3 separate regions of the Ovis aries genome follow, and all the other regions are linked to region 1. A link is a contact called in public Hi-C data. All regions are on one chromosome and are shown on one strand. The core of a region is the stretch at or near the end of the contact, and the rest is flanking DNA. Distances in the headings are between cores, read along the strand shown. Region 1 has its middle 48 kb from the start of EPCAM. Region 2 overlaps TTC7A (tetratricopeptide repeat domain 7A). Region 3 holds the start of CALM2 (calmodulin 2).

The links. Hi-C and Micro-C count contacts between places; a contact is called where the count stands out from the background.
Region 2: a contact with region 1 is called in a Hi-C map of liver, with 3 times the contacts expected there. The contact joins two enhancer-like sites. A contact is called at or near these places in 5 of 16 Hi-C or Micro-C datasets (hypothalamus, liver, muscle and 2 more).
Region 3: a Hi-C map of tail adipose tissue shows a contact between it and region 1, with 2.2 times the contacts expected there. The contact joins the promoter of CALM2 here to the enhancer-like site in region 1. A contact is called at or near these places in 4 of 16 Hi-C or Micro-C datasets (omental adipose tissue, skin fibroblasts and tail adipose tissue).

The regions. Positions count from the first base shown.
Region 1 is chr3:77,076,465-77,081,324 of ARS-UI_Ramb_v3.0, reverse strand. No RefSeq gene overlaps it. Among named protein-coding and RNA genes, the nearest start is that of EPCAM, 48 kb to the right of the region's middle. Within about 2 kb of position 2,249, at least 27 of the 54 cell types and tissues checked have an H3K27ac peak or open chromatin away from gene starts, as enhancers often do. A contact at or near this core is called in liver and tail adipose tissue, where this site is marked.
Region 2 is chr3:77,314,646-77,319,505 of ARS-UI_Ramb_v3.0, reverse strand. TTC7A (tetratricopeptide repeat domain 7A) reads left to right here. Exons shown (of 19, transcript XM_042246211.2): 15 at 613-773. Among named protein-coding and RNA genes, the nearest start is that of TRNAE-UUC, 44 kb to the right of the region's middle. Within about 2 kb of position 2,510, at least 14 of the 54 cell types and tissues checked have an H3K27ac peak or open chromatin away from gene starts, as enhancers often do. A contact at or near this core is called in liver, where this site is marked.
Region 3 is chr3:77,210,460-77,215,319 of ARS-UI_Ramb_v3.0, reverse strand. CALM2 (calmodulin 2) reads right to left here and starts at 2,051. Exons shown (of 6, transcript NM_001009759.1): 1 at 1,981-2,051. The coding sequence starts at 1,983.

The sequences.
Region 1 (4,860 bases), core at 1,000-3,499:
GGCCCTGTTCTCCATTTCTTCCCTGAAGCCTTCTTTAATGATCCCTGCTTGAAAGGTCTTTGTCCTCAGATACCTACAGTACACTTATCAGCAATAACCAGGTCAATGGTTCTATTTTAGGACACGCCTTATTACTTTTCATTTAAGACTGTAAAAACCTGAAGAGTTAAGGTCAGAGTCTTGGGTAATAATAATAATAAATAGTGTTTAAAGTCTATTGAGCATTAGTCTGTTTCAGGCACTGTGCTAAGAATTTTACATTGAATCCTCACAACAATCCTGGGAAATTATTGCAATTTTATAGCTGAGAAAGCAGAGGCAAAGAGAGACCTTACCCAGTCACACAGCCAAGTGTGGCTTCAAAGCCAGGCAGTTTGAACGCAGAGCCTAACCACTTCCCAGCCAGCCCACGGGTTTGTCCACCTCTCCAGCTGCGGTTGTTCCTTCCCTAACACGATGCTGTGAACTTGGTAGACACTGAACATGCATTTAATTATACATCAACTACTTGGGGTTTTTCCAGAGCATCTAACAAAGAATTAGACACAGAATAGCAATTTAATAGAGATTTAAAAATTAATGCCCTGCACCTACTAGGCCACCAAAGGACTGGAAGTTCCATGCACAGCCTGGAAGTCCATTCCTCCATCTCCCATCCCCTCCTCTGCCCCTGCAGCCCTGGGCTGCGCCTGCAAAGGCTGCTCCATGATGTCAGCTTTCTTCTCAGTCTGGGCAGAATTGTGCAGAAAATACTGGGTAATGGGGAGTGAAGACCATCCCCATGGGACACAGGGGAATTGCCCCCATTTTTATCAACCTGATCTGCTTATTTGGGGCTCTGATCTCTAAGAGGCAATTTAATGCCCCCTCTTGAAACCCCAAAGTCACATACCCGGTCCCTGGGAAGCTGAGATAGTAAGAAAGCCCAGAGCTTCGGATTACTCTTTGATAAGAGTCTTGTTTAAACAGATCGCGTTGAAAAGCTGGGCTCATCCCCACACCTCTCTCCTTTCTTCCTCTCTTGCTTGGAAGATTGGAAGATTGTGCAGTCCCCCCTGAGACCCGGGCAATGACAGACCAACTGCACAGTGCTTTGAAACACGCGCCAATACGGTTCGCAGCCCTGGGTGCCATCATCCCCGTCCCATGCCCCCACCCCGCCACCCCGCCATCCCTCCATCCCCCCATCCCCCATTCCCCCACCCCCATTCCCCCTACCCCCGGCGGCGGGGGGGGGGAGGGGGGGTGAGGGGGAGAGCACACTGATTGCTTAGCCCTGTTTCTGGGCACATCCTACTGGAACTTACTCATTTACATTTTGAAACGAGAGCAAAGTTCATGGGTGTTTGGCTTCTGCACCCTAGGCGTTGCCCCAATCCTGGTTAGAAAAACACAGACAATAGCAGCCTTGGGGAACTGCCCTCTGAAAATAGCACAGCCCCACAGTATTTTGGAAGCACGTTTCTTTGTGGCGAGTCTTTCGCTCTGCGACAGTAGTTCCACCCAAAGATGTAAATAGCAATGAGAAAGGCCACTATTAGGTGGTGGTGGTGGTGTTTTTTTCCACTATTAGGTTTTGTGGTTGCAGGTTCTTTTTCCTCCACCGAAGAGTCGCTTATATTTTTACTTAACTGGAGATCAAAGTGTCCACAAGCGTGGAGGCCCTGTGGCCCTGCCCTTGAACTCTGATAGTTCCCTGCTTCCCCCTCACACCCCCTTTGAGCGCCCTAGCTGCTCTGTCTCAGCACTGTTCCCCTGGGTCCCCTTCTGAAGACTGGTCACCCCAGCTGCAAAATGGGGGTAACACAGTGCAGTCTCACTGGTGTTGGGAGGGTTGAGAGAGCAAGCAAAGCTCCAGGCCTCCCTCGACAGCCCCCGGCACCTAGGCCATGCTCCGGATGGGTTGTTGCCGGTCACCGGAGCTGCCCGAGGTGATGCGGGAGCAGGAATGAGGGCCCCTCTTTTCCCTCCCCTCCATGCAGACGCATTTAGCAGGCAGCCCCAGGGACTGGGCAGGGCCCTGGGGGCTTCAGGTGGAAGCAGCCTGCTCTGAGCCCTGCTTCCAGGTTTCCAGGCCCAGCCCTTCAGCGCAGAACTTTTTGTACATTCCACAGCAACTCAAAGGGCTTTTGTCCCCACAGGGGAAGAACAAACAACAAAAGCAATTGTGTGTCTCCTCACAGGCCCGCAAGCTTGGAAACAGAAACTTCTTTCTCCAAGAGACGGTTCTGCCTGAGTGGCGGTAGCCTCACAAGTGGGGCGCGGGGTCTGAGTTCCCACGTGTGTGCTAGGGTGCGCATCACACACACAATACACTCATACACACAAACCCAGAAACTGCTTCTGGTCAGACAGGGCTGGAAGTCAGAGGTGCCACAGCTGCAAGGGGCCTCGGGAAAGACACGCAGCCAGCCCCCCTCCCCCACCAGGAGACCAGGGAGTCCTATGGCTTGCCGCAGGTCACACGGTTCTTCTCAGGCCTCTCAGCCCAGTCTCACGAAGACCATCAGGCAGCATCTTCTAACGCGTGGGCTTCCCTGGTGGCTCAGCTGGTAAAGAATCCACCTGCAGTGCTGGAGACCTGGGTTCACTCCTTGGGTTGGGAAGATTCCCTGGAGAAGGAAACAGCTACCCACTCCAGTATTCTTGCCTGGAGAACCCCCATGGACGGTCCAGGTAGTCCTGGCAGGCTACATTCCATGGGGTTGCAAAATGCTGGACACAACTGAGCGACTTTCACTTCACCTCAAATACATGGTTATTTATCAAAAGGCCTATCAAAAGGTTGAAACACCAGATAGCCTGTGTGAGATCAATTACATGGAAGAAAGAATTCTGACGGAGAGCGGGTAGATCTCTCATTTTGCCATGTTCTGTCTTTTATTTCCCCCTTTTTCCAGTAACAGCCATAAAAGAAGAGCAAAGGTTTGAAGGGTTTTCCATTTTGTTCGTTAAAGGAAAAAGCTTTTCTTATCAAATGAAATTATTACACATCATTTTACTGCCTCCTTAGAGTCACCCGACCTGTCTTCCCTGCAGACGTGGCTGCCAGCATGCTCAGTGCTGAGTCTGAGGGTCAGCTGTAGCTGGCTCAGCCCAGGAGCATCTGGTGATCCTATCAGGTGTGTGCCCTGGGGCTTGCTTTTCTCTTTTGTGTCTCTTTGTGCATGCTCAGTCGCTCAGTCGTGTCCGACTCTTTGCACCCCCGTGGACTGTGGCCCACCAGGCTCCTCTGTCCGTGGAATTTTCCAGGCAAGAAAACTGGAGTGGGTAGCTATTTCTTACTCCAGGGGATCTTCCTGACCCAGGAGTCGAACCCGAATCTCGTTCTGAAAACTAACAGGCGGATTCTTTACAACCGTACCACCTGTGAAGCTGCGTCTTGTTGTACCCCGAATTTAAATATCATGAGCAATCTTTATGCTGTGAAAAAGCATTCTTCAGCCTGGAGGGGTTGGAAAATGTCAGTGTTGTTTCCAGCTCCACCTGACTGACCAGTTCTACATCAAGCAGGATGTCCGTCCCCTCTCTCTAGGCCTCGATTTCCTCATTTGTGAAATATGGATTGACCTGCCGGTACCTGTCAAGTTTGCCTTTTACAGAATCACCTGGGACTCATGCAGTTTCCCAGGCCCCTTCCCTGGACTAGATGTGGGAGGAAGCTGGAATCTGTATCTTTAAACCAAGCTTCCCGGTAGATTTTTAACTAGTGGCTAATTTGGAAAACGCTAAAACGTGATGGTTGCTAAGGTTTGGCTCTACACTATGAGCTATAAATTTAGACAAACAATTCTTTAGAAAGGTGAAGTATGATAGTGATTTTGAAATGATATGCCTTGTATTTACTGAATATCATTTATTATGATCCTCAGTTTCCGTATTTAAACACACGAAGGGCACACCTTGTATTTCCCTTGGCAAATAAAAACCTCACCCAGGGGCTGTTCCTCATACAGCCTTAATCCTGCATTCAGACCTCCCCATTCTTGCCCAGACCTCCCCAGTCTTGCCTAGACTTCTCCAGTCTTGCCCAAAGAGGCCCCATTTCTCTAGGAGACACATTTCCCCTGACACATGACTCGCTCCCCCCTCCTAGATCCCCCCTCCCCACCCCACTGTGGGTGCTTACTCAAATGCCACTAATCAGCAAGGCCTTCCATGGGGACTAATTCGGCTGCACCCCTCCATTTCCTGCCCTCCTTCCCTGCTTTGCTTTTCTGCTCATCACTATCTAACCTACCGAAGAGCACACTTATTTATTTGACTTGTCCTCTGTCTCCCCCAACTAGAACACAAGCTCCTTAAGGGCAGAGACTTCCATCTGACTGATCTGTTCCCCACTAGAGCCTCAGGGCCTGGGCTGGGACAGAGTAGATCCTCAATTAACATTTTTGGAGTCAGTGAATGATTGATGAAGGATGGATGAATGATTGAGGAAGGAACGAGTAAATGAACTTCCAGGAGAGGCCTGGGTATTTGACCTCCAGCCCCATGCTAGGTTCCAGACATCCTGCAGCCAGGTCCCTATCCTCTTGGCTTTGCATGCACTGGTCACATCCGAATCCCATGACTGAGCTGCCTCCTGGGTGGACATTACTGCTTCTTAGTCCCCAGGCAGGAGGCTCCAGTTGCCACCCCCAATCCACTCCTGCTCACAGCTCCCTCCCTGATGCCTGACCTGTGCCCTTTGACACAGCTGCTCCTCCTTTGTTTCTTTCTTGCCCTTTCCTCTTAGGACCCAATAAGACCTTGGTCATCTTTGCTCCGCGCCCAGCCATACTCATGAACATTCTCTGAAACAAAATTTTCTCATTAAAAAGAGAGGAAATAACAGATGCTGGGATCCAGTTCTCAGCTAGA
Region 2 (4,860 bases), core at 1,261-3,760, 240 kb before region 1:
TGGGGGCTTGAAGAGGGAAATTCGCATTTTCAGACGTGTTCTGTGCCCAGCAGGATGTTTTTCCTACGTTGTCTCGCCCTCTCAGCCAGTGTTGTAGGTAGGACTGTTATCCTCATTTTGTAGCGTAAGAACTGCAGCTCAGAGAGGCCAAGTCCTCTGCCCTGGCGCCAGCTGGGAAGTGGCAGAGTTGGAATTCACATCCCGTCTAACCCCAGGCCTAAGCTGTTGCCACTGAGTCCCTGAGTAGGAGGCAGCATGTGTCTGTCAGCCCCAGTCACTGCGAGAATGGGAGAGATCTGTAGCCAGTGGTCTGGGTGGCCTCTCACAGTCCCCCTCCTCCAGTTTGGCTGGGGCTTCCCGCCCAGTCCTTCATGATCCATTGTGGACCTGCCCCTCTTTTCTCTCTTCTGTGAGACAGCACTGACATGGAACGGCAGACTCTTCTTGCCATGGTGTTCACGGGTGTTTTCTCATCAGAGCCCCTGCCTGCCCCACAGTGCCTGCGGTCTCACTTGGGTCTGCTGCGCCTCGTGAGCTGGCACCTGGCCCCCGAGTCCGGGGAGCAGGCTGGGCCTTGGGGAAGGTTGCTAAGCCGGCAGTTTTCTCCGGCAGATCTCCAGCGCCATGGAGCAGCTGCAGGAGGCTCTGAAAGTGTGCAGGGACGACGCCAATGCCCTCCATCTGCTGGCGCTCCTCTTTTCTGCCCAGAAACACTACCAGCACGCCCTGGACGTGATCAACATGGCCATCACGGAGTACCCTGAGAACTTCAAGTGAGTTCCCTGTGGACGCTCTGGGCTGGGGCTGGTCGGGCACACACTGGGAGTCGAGGCGGGCCGAGGACCTGTGGGCTCGGAGCCTGGCTCTGGCGTTTTGTTTGGTGCCAGGAGGCACCGTGTGTGGAGGAGGAAGCTCTTGATGGTGACTGCAGGCTCCACGGAGGGCTGTGTGGACCACCAAGGAGACTGTGCTCTAAGATAACATGCCCGAGCTGCTTCCATCCCGCCCTGTACTGTACATTTGAGCATCATGGGGACACTAACTTGTGTGACTTAACCATAACCCTGGCATAGCCAGCCAAGGATGGTTTCTAACAGTGGCTGGGCTGATAGAGGCCATGTGAGCTGGCCCCTACCTCCAAGAAGGCCACAGGCAGTTGGGGTGAAGATTTATATCCCCCCAGAGTGGTCCTGGCCTCTCCCTCTATCCTCGACTCCTCCACAGCTCCTGCTTGCCGCATCACCCAGATGCCTGTCTCTAGGGAGCAGGGTTCACGCTGCACGTGGCCCCAGTGGTGGTGGGTGGGGCAGGACTAGACCCTCTTGCCCCCACCTATACACAGGGGACCTGCTGCCATCCAACCAGGACCCTGGGGAACAAGAGCCTCACTGACTGGCTGACGCAGGAGGGTGCGTTGCCCCTTGGGAGGAAATGAGGGGGAGGTCACCTTTTGATTTCTGCCCTCCTTCCCCGAGACAGGTAACGTTGGGTGCTAATAAACCCTGTTTCTCTGAATCCCCTGATCCCAGAATGAGGGGCCCTGAGCACCCCCACTCCCACTGTGCTCAGGGTTTGAAAGAGAACCCTTTGGAACCAGCCAAAGGCTGTTGTCCTTAGACAGCAGAAAGGAGTGTGGTCCTGGTGCCCTGAGAGGTGACTCACGCTGGCAGTGAAAACAGTTCCACAAAGAATTAGGGAAATTGGTGGGTGCCACAGCTGAGATCAGTGATCGAGAGGAGCTTCAGGCGGCCCGGCCCAGGGAGAGTCCCTCCACGTGGAGAGCCCAAGCACTTGTCTGTTTACCTATAGTCCAGCAGAGGCAGGACTGACCCTTTGCGCCAGGGGCTCGGGCTTCCCTGTGCCTTGGGCCTCCTTCAGAAGATGCCACGGTGGCTTTGCCTGTGGACTTTGCTGGGAGTGGCTTTGTCCTCAGCAAGTCTTATGAACACAAAGGACCGGCTATGTGGAGCTGGCCTTGCACCATCTCAGCTCACACCTGACCAGGAGCAGCTGGGACCCACCTGGGCCAGAACAGCGGGGTCAGGAGTCACGATGCTCTGGGCGGGGTGGGGGTGTTAGTCTGGACTAGGGTCAGCAGAGCCCAGGTAGTCCCAGCTGCCCCTGGTCAGGTGTGAGCCGAGATGGTGCAAGGCCAGCTCCACATAGCCTGTCCTTTGTGTTCACAAGACAGCCCTGGCTCTTGGCCTCCCTTCTATATTTGAGAGATTATTAAAATTGAAATTAGTTCACTTTAAAAGGCAAGTCGCCTAGGGCATGCACCACGTAGATAGAACTGTGTGTGGACAAGGTGTAGTTACCTAATCCCAAATACAGTACACCAAGACCTACTGTTTAGAAGTTTATTTTTTACTTTTATAAAAATACAGGAAGGACAAAGGTCTTCCTCTTCTGGTACCAGTTAACCTGGCTTTTTCCCAAGCTCAAGACTATCTGGCAGGGTCAGACCCATGGCCTGCTGCCAGCCGTGTGTGTGCGTGTGTGTGTGTATGGGCGTGCCTCTGTGTGTTTTATTGTCAGTTAGGCTTCTGCGGAAGGGTTAGAACAGTAAACGGGTTAGAGTCCTTATCCAGCCCCTGGCTCAGTGTGTGTCACAGAAGAAACCAGAGGCTGGGCCAGGCGTCAGACGTTGTCCTTTATCCGAGTGAAATCTTCCATGTATTAACAGATGGCGACCGAGCAGATGGGCGCAGGGCTGTCCCGTGGAAGCCGCAGAAGGGGCTGCACAGACTGCTCCCTTGGGCCCCCGATCCCGTGCAGGAGCTTCTCATGCCAGTGTCGCCCATCTGACTGCGCGCGTCTCCTCCTAACCCCTGGGCTGGATGCTCTGTGCTGGCGGAATCCCCTCCCTGGCCTGATGTGGCGAGGCCAGCGCCACTTTTTGAAGTCGGCTTGACACTTCCCATGTGCGAGGCAGAAGCCCACCTCACCTGTCTTGTTTCACGCCCTGGGAGGCGTCTCCTGCCCGCCGCCATCCTCTTCCTCCTTGCCGCCCCCACCACCTGCGCCTGGTTCTTGGGCTGAGTGCGGAACCGTCTCTTTCTGGTCCTCCAAGTGCACTTCCACCACCCCCTTCTTCTTTCCTCTCACCTCACTCAGGTGCGGACTCTTTCCCCAGGAAATGCTTCAGTCACTCAAAGTGTCTTGGAGAGGTGGGGCCAGGGGTGGGGCCTTGCTGTGAGGTTGGTGACTTCCCCCAGAGCCCCGTGAGTGGCCTCCTGGGCCCCCAAGAATACCTGGACCCGAGCTGTGACATTTGCGCCTGTGTGCCTGCATCGGGAGAATAGAAGCCAAAAAAAGCGGGGAGCCCCGGGTGGAGATTGTGCTGGTGGTCAGCGCGTATGGTGGCTGCCGCTCGGTGTCAGCCGGGTCCCCGCTTCTGCAGACAGGAGCCTTTAGCCTGGGGCAGCCTCTGCCCTGGGAGCAGAGCCCCTCTATCCAAACACCGCAGGGCCACTGCAGGGGCCTCAGGCCCTCTCGGGCTGGAAGCACGGGGAGACACCTCTGGCGTCCCAGCCCGAGGAAGTCCCATTCCCAGAGCACACTTGGGGTTCTTGTGTTCCTCTGTCACCACAGAGAAGCCTGCTGTGGAGCGTTGGGGGCCCAGAGCATCCCATCTCCCCTGGTGCTTCTGTGAACCTGCCCATCCACGGAGAGAGGAGGTTCTTATCTCTGAGCCACCGTGTGCCCCTCACATTCGTGACCATGGGGAGCTCCCCTTTGAACTGGGCCAGCCCTAAAAGGCTACAAAACTAACTGAATAAAATATAAGGGGCTTCTGGCTTCCAGAACTGTAAGACAGTATATTTCTGTTGTCTTAAGCCAAAAAAAACAGGGAGGGGGGCGTCAGGAGGGAGGGACAGTGGGGTATGAGGGGGAATAGCCACCTACCACAGCACTGTGGAGTGACCTAGGGTGTGACCGTGGGTCTTTGCAGATAATTCAGTGCTTTTCCCCACGGATGAGACCCGTGGACTAGCAGGAAATGTCACTGCGCCCATTACGGTCAGGGATCACTGGAGAGTGTCACTGCCCTTCAGCTGAAACTGCAGCCTGCTCTTCCAGCTGCTCCCTGCGTTGGGAACAAGCTGTGTGCAGCTCCAGCTGTTGCCACGGCAGTTAATTAAACCCCTAATTCAATAAATCTCAGTGCAGCCAGACAAAAAAATCCGCCCCCAGTGATGGGGTAGATGCCCTGACCTCAGCATTGTCAACAAGGTCTGTCCTGTGGGCACTCAAAGGCACCAGGTCTGGGTGCCACCTAGCGCCTTGCCGGTTCCAGTGGCTGAGACCTTGCTCTTCCTTTGTGCAAAGTGAAGGAGAGGCTGGCAGGTGCGTGTTGGGTGGAGGAGGGCTGGCACCGGGGGATGCTGGGGAGTGGAATAGACCCTTTCCTCCTGGCTTGTCCCCACGTGGGAGCTGCAGCAGGTCCCTGGCTGCCACTTAGCTATGCTCCCTCCAGCAGCTTGCTCCTCCTTCCCATGTCCCCTTCTCCTCAGCTGCTGAAAGACTGACATCTCTCCTGCGTCCCTCTGCTTCCAGGGTCTATTGTGAGATTCAGACAAGAGAAGATCTCGCAGTCAGTTTACAGCCGGGTTCAAGGGCAGCAGAGGGGGAAGGGGAAATGGTCCACAGCATAAGGCTGTGACGAGGGGCTCAAGGAGGGCAGCGCACGTAGTGGGCCAGGGGAGGGCGTCCTGCATATGAGGGTCAGTGGAAGCTGAGAAGAAGTGTTCCCGGCTCCCTAGCAGCTACCAGGAGGTCACCATTTCCAGGACTCAAGACTCCTGGAGAAAATCCTAGCCTTTGTGGAGCTGACTTCAAATTCAGGGATTAGAAAAC
Region 3 (4,860 bases), core at 802-3,301, 130 kb before region 1:
GTGGGGAAGATACCCTGGAGTAGGAAAGGGCAACCCATTTCAGCATTTTTGCGCAGAGAATCCCACAGAGGAGCCTGGCGGGCTACAGTCCATAGGTTCGCAAAGAGTCTGACACAACTGAAGTGACTTAGCAAGGATGCTTCCCAATTTAGTTAACAATGACGGTCAAAAACACTCAAAACAGTAATGACGTGATCAGTAACTACAAAAGCTTACTTTTGGCAAAGGACCACGAAAGGGTAGATACAAACTGTGCCTCATCAAGAAAATCTGAGATCTTGATTTAATTATCAGTGATTAGAAACAAACTTTTCATTTACATAATATAAAAAAATTCACCCCACAATTCAGATCCTTAATTACATGCTTTTATTTTCACCTAAAATAGTAAATTCAACCAGCATATTCAAATTTAGGATAAAATAATTAAAATATCAAAATGGAACGGGTACATCAAACAAATGTGAACTCCTCTCCCCACACCCATACAGGGTGGAGGTTTCAGTTGGCAAGGATTCCCAACTCCTGTTTAAGATGTCACCTTGCCTCCTGGACACACCCATCGCCTGTAACCACTTGGCAGAAGGAACCACAAAATAAGTATTGCAAATTACCGCTCTCATTAGACTTTTTTTTAACAGGAAAGAGCAAGAGTTCCGGTCTCAAGTGACAGGAAAATGCTTTAAAAAAATCCCGTCCCCCTATATACTCTTTTATCACCATAGTCTTTGACAATCATTAATGTACAAATGAATTAAACTGCACCTAAAAGATGACCTGGCATTTTCGCTACGGAAATAGCTATTTTCAAGGGTGTTGTGCGGGGCAATACAGTGTTAACGGATCTTAAACATTTCAACGTGCACGTGAGCACTCAAAAGAGGACTGTGGCCCCTGTCAAAGGCATCCTTCCGATTGTTACTAGAGGGTAAGACAGACTTTGGCAACAGAACGGGAGTCACCTCCGAGCTGGCTTTCGGTGAGTGAATAGAAAAACGCCTTTCAAACGCCAGCTGGAGTCTCTGGCTTTCTCTAACGAGATGCGCAGTGCGAGGCTGCGCTTAACTTCAGATATAGTCATTTCCTTCAACGACAAAACCACTTAAATTTTTTTTAGATTTAGCCTGGGAAGTGGAATTAGGCCTCAAGGCCCATATGTAGCAGAAAGATCAGGATTCACCGAGCTTCCTCCTAGCCGCCGGGGGTGGGGGTGGGGTGGGGGATGGGAATCGGACGAGGCTGACCTCCCCAAACGTTGCCCGACCGGACGACCCCGCAGCGCCGCGGGACGCCCAGACCTCCGCAGTCCTGCAGGTGCCAGCGCAGCAGCTGGGGCTCGAGCCGGGTCTGGCGAGCGACGGCCGCGGTCCCGAGCCCGCCCCGCCCCCGGCCGCTCCCCGCGGACTCGGCCCACTCAGCTAGTCCGCCCGCCCGCTCGCGCGCCCCCAGCTCCCTCCCGGCCCAGCACGCGGGGGCTGCGGGCTAACGGCGGCGCCGGCGCTCGCCCCGGGCCTCGCGCGCTCCCGCCCGCCCCCTCGGCGCATGGCGGCCGCGCGCGGACAAAGGCGCTTCCTGGCGCCCGCACCAACCGTCCGTTGAGCTTTTGAATACGGCCCCTGGCTGACCTTTTGAGATGCCCGACCCAAGGCTTCTGCGCTCCCGCTCCTCCCGCCCTTCCACCCTCGCCTACCCCGGCTGCCCCCGCCCCGGCTCCATCCTCATCCTGCCTCTGAGGACCTCCAAGGTCCCGGGGGCGGTGCGCCTGGCCCCCGGTACAGCACGGGACACCTCCCTGAGGAGAGTGGGGGTGGGGGAGCACCTGCGACATAACCGCCGTGGACGCCCCCAGCCTCTGGCGCGCCATCCCCCTGGCGAAGACCAATCCTAGAGAGTGTGAGAAAGGCTAGTTCCCTTTCGTCCATTCGCTTCAGCCCCTTACCCCCTACAGGCCGAGCGCCCGCAGCTTAGCGACGCACTCACCATGCTGCAAGCGTTACCGGTCTCCGGGACGCAATCACACAACTACTCAGCTCGCTCGCTCCACTCGGACTAATTCTCCCCCTCCGCCCCCAGCGCCTCATAAACACCTCCCTCCGCCAGATCCCTCCGCCACACTTCAGATAACGGAACATCATAAACGAGTCCCGGCCAACCCCCTCCCCTCCAACTCCTCTCGAGACCCTTTTATCCACAATTATGTGAAAGACGATGCAAAAGATAAAGGGAAGGGGACGAACGGATGACGTAAGTGTGTTTCACTCCCTAGAGAGCCGTTGAAGAGCCGGTGGAGTGGCGCCTGAGAGGCGCTACTTTGCGGCGCGGAAGAGCATCGTAGTAACGACGCGCAGCGCGATGATCGTTGAAGCCTCCTCTGATTGGCCGGTTCGTACCTGCAATGCGTCACTGGGGCTCGCAGCCGCTGCCGGGACGCGGTGCAGCTTCTGCCGTTGCGGCTCGGGCCGCGCTGTCCTGGCAACTGCGGTTGGCTGGAAAGCTTTCCTCCTCCACCCATCCTTCCTCGCTACATTTGCACGAAAGCTTTCCCGCCCCGCTGTAGGGGGGTCTACGAAAATAGCGATTAAGAATGAAGCTGAAAGACCCAGTGAAACCCGTACCCCGCGCTCTTCATCTCAGCCTCGTTTATTCGCCTTATGGAGGCCACACGTTTACCATGTAACTCCGCCACAAAGCGAAAAGTGAAAATCACTCAGTCGTGTCCGACTGTTTGTGACCCCATGGAATTCTCCAGGCCAGAAGACTGGAGTGGGTATCCTTTTCCTTCTCCAGGGGATCTTCCCTGATCAGGGATCGAACCCACGTCTCCGGCATTGCAGGCAGATTCTTTACCAGCTGAGCCCACAAAGCCCATGAAAATCTTGGTAAGGGCGAATGCAGCTGCTCACCTGGCTAATCCTAAAGGAACTTCCGTTTATACTTCCCCTTTGCTGGCTGACAGTAAAGCAGCTGCCTACAATGCGGGAGACCCGGGTTCAATCCCTAGGTCGGGAAGATCTCCTGGAGAAGGAAATGGCAACCCCCTCCAGTCATGGACGGAGGAGCCTGGTGGGCTACAGTCCATGGGGTCACAGTCAGACACGACTGAGCAACTTCGCTTTGCCTTCATCATGGGGGTAATTTACCGGGGGAGGGCGGGTTAAAAAACGCAGTATACAAAATTCCAATAGCCCCTTGATACTGTGGAATAATAGGGTTCTGGCTTGGAGTGAGACCTGGGTATGAGTACTGGTTGGGTCAGATGTACGACCTTGGATGAGACGTTTAATCTTTAGCCTCATTTGTAAAATGGAGGTTACAATACCTATCTTGAAACGTTATAAGAATTAGAATCATATAAAGATTATCATCTCGGAGAAGGCAATGGCACCCCACTCGAACACTTGCCTGGAAAATCCCATGGACGAGGAGCCTGGTGGGCCACAGTCTACGGGGTCGCTAAGAGTCGGACACGACTGAACGACTTCACTTTCACTTTTCACTTTCATGCATTGGAGAAGGAAATGGCAACTCACTCCAGTGTTCTTACCTGGAGAATCCCAGGGACGGAGGAGCCTGGTAGGCTGCCCTCTATGGGGTCGCACAGAGTCGGACACGACTGAAGCGACTTAGCAGCAGTAGCAGCAGCAGCAAAGATTACCATCTAGGTAAAGCGTTGAAGTACCTGGTACAGGATAGGCACACAGTGGTTACCATAATAAAACCATCGTATTGTGTATATGTGATCATACTGAGTTTCCTAATGAATTTGCCCTTTTGAGTCTTTAATCTCTCAGGTTTAAATGAACATTTTTGAAGCCACATAGAAATTAGCTCTGAAATTGGCAACCACTGTTGGTGGGAATGTAAAACAGTACAGCCGCTTTGGAAAATAACATGGCAGTTCCTTAAAAAATTAAAAATAGAATTACCATATGATCCAGCAATTGTGCTTCTTGGTATATACTCAAAAGAACTGAAAGCAGGATCTTAGAGATATTGTTACACCCATGTTCATGGCACTATTCAAGACAGCTAAAATGTAAAAGGGATCCAAGTGTTCATCAGCGGATGAATGGATAAGCAAAATGTGGTATACATCTGTTGTACATAAATGGCATATTATTTGGCCTTAAAAATGCTGCAATATGCCACAACATGGATGAACTTCAAGGACATTATGCTAAGTGAGGTAAGTCACAAAAAGTCATATATTGTATGATTCCATTTATTTGAGGTATTTGGAATACTCAAAAATCACGGAAACAGAAAGTAGAATGATGGTTGTCAGGGAAAGGGGGAATGAGGAGTTATTGTTTAATGGGTATAGATAAGAGTTTCCATTCTACAAGATGAAAATAGTTGTGGGGATGGACGGTGATGGTAGCACAACATTACGTATTTAGTACCACTGAACTCTACACTTTAAAATGGTTATGATGGTAAATTTTACGTGTGTTTTGTCACACATGAAAATTTTTTTTTTAATTTTTGAACCTTTAATTTGGAAAACTTTAGATATAAACTATATACAAGTGGACTGTAGCCTACCAGGCTCCTCTGTCAGTTCTCCAGGCAAGAATACTGGAGTGGGCAGCCATTCACTTCTCCAGGGATATACAAATGGAGAGAAAAGTATAACAAAAAAAAGTACCAATCACTCAGGTTTACAGCATTCTGTCATTCTTGTTTCATATATTCCCCATACCCAATTTAAAAACAATTACCTTCTTGGTCCCACCCAAAATAAGCAAGGGTGTGTATAACCTGGAATATTTAACAAGTGAATAGCAATAATTTACGTATCGTATAAACTCATTTGAAAATAATGTAATTGTTACCTTAGAGGGGGCTTAGAGGATTTGG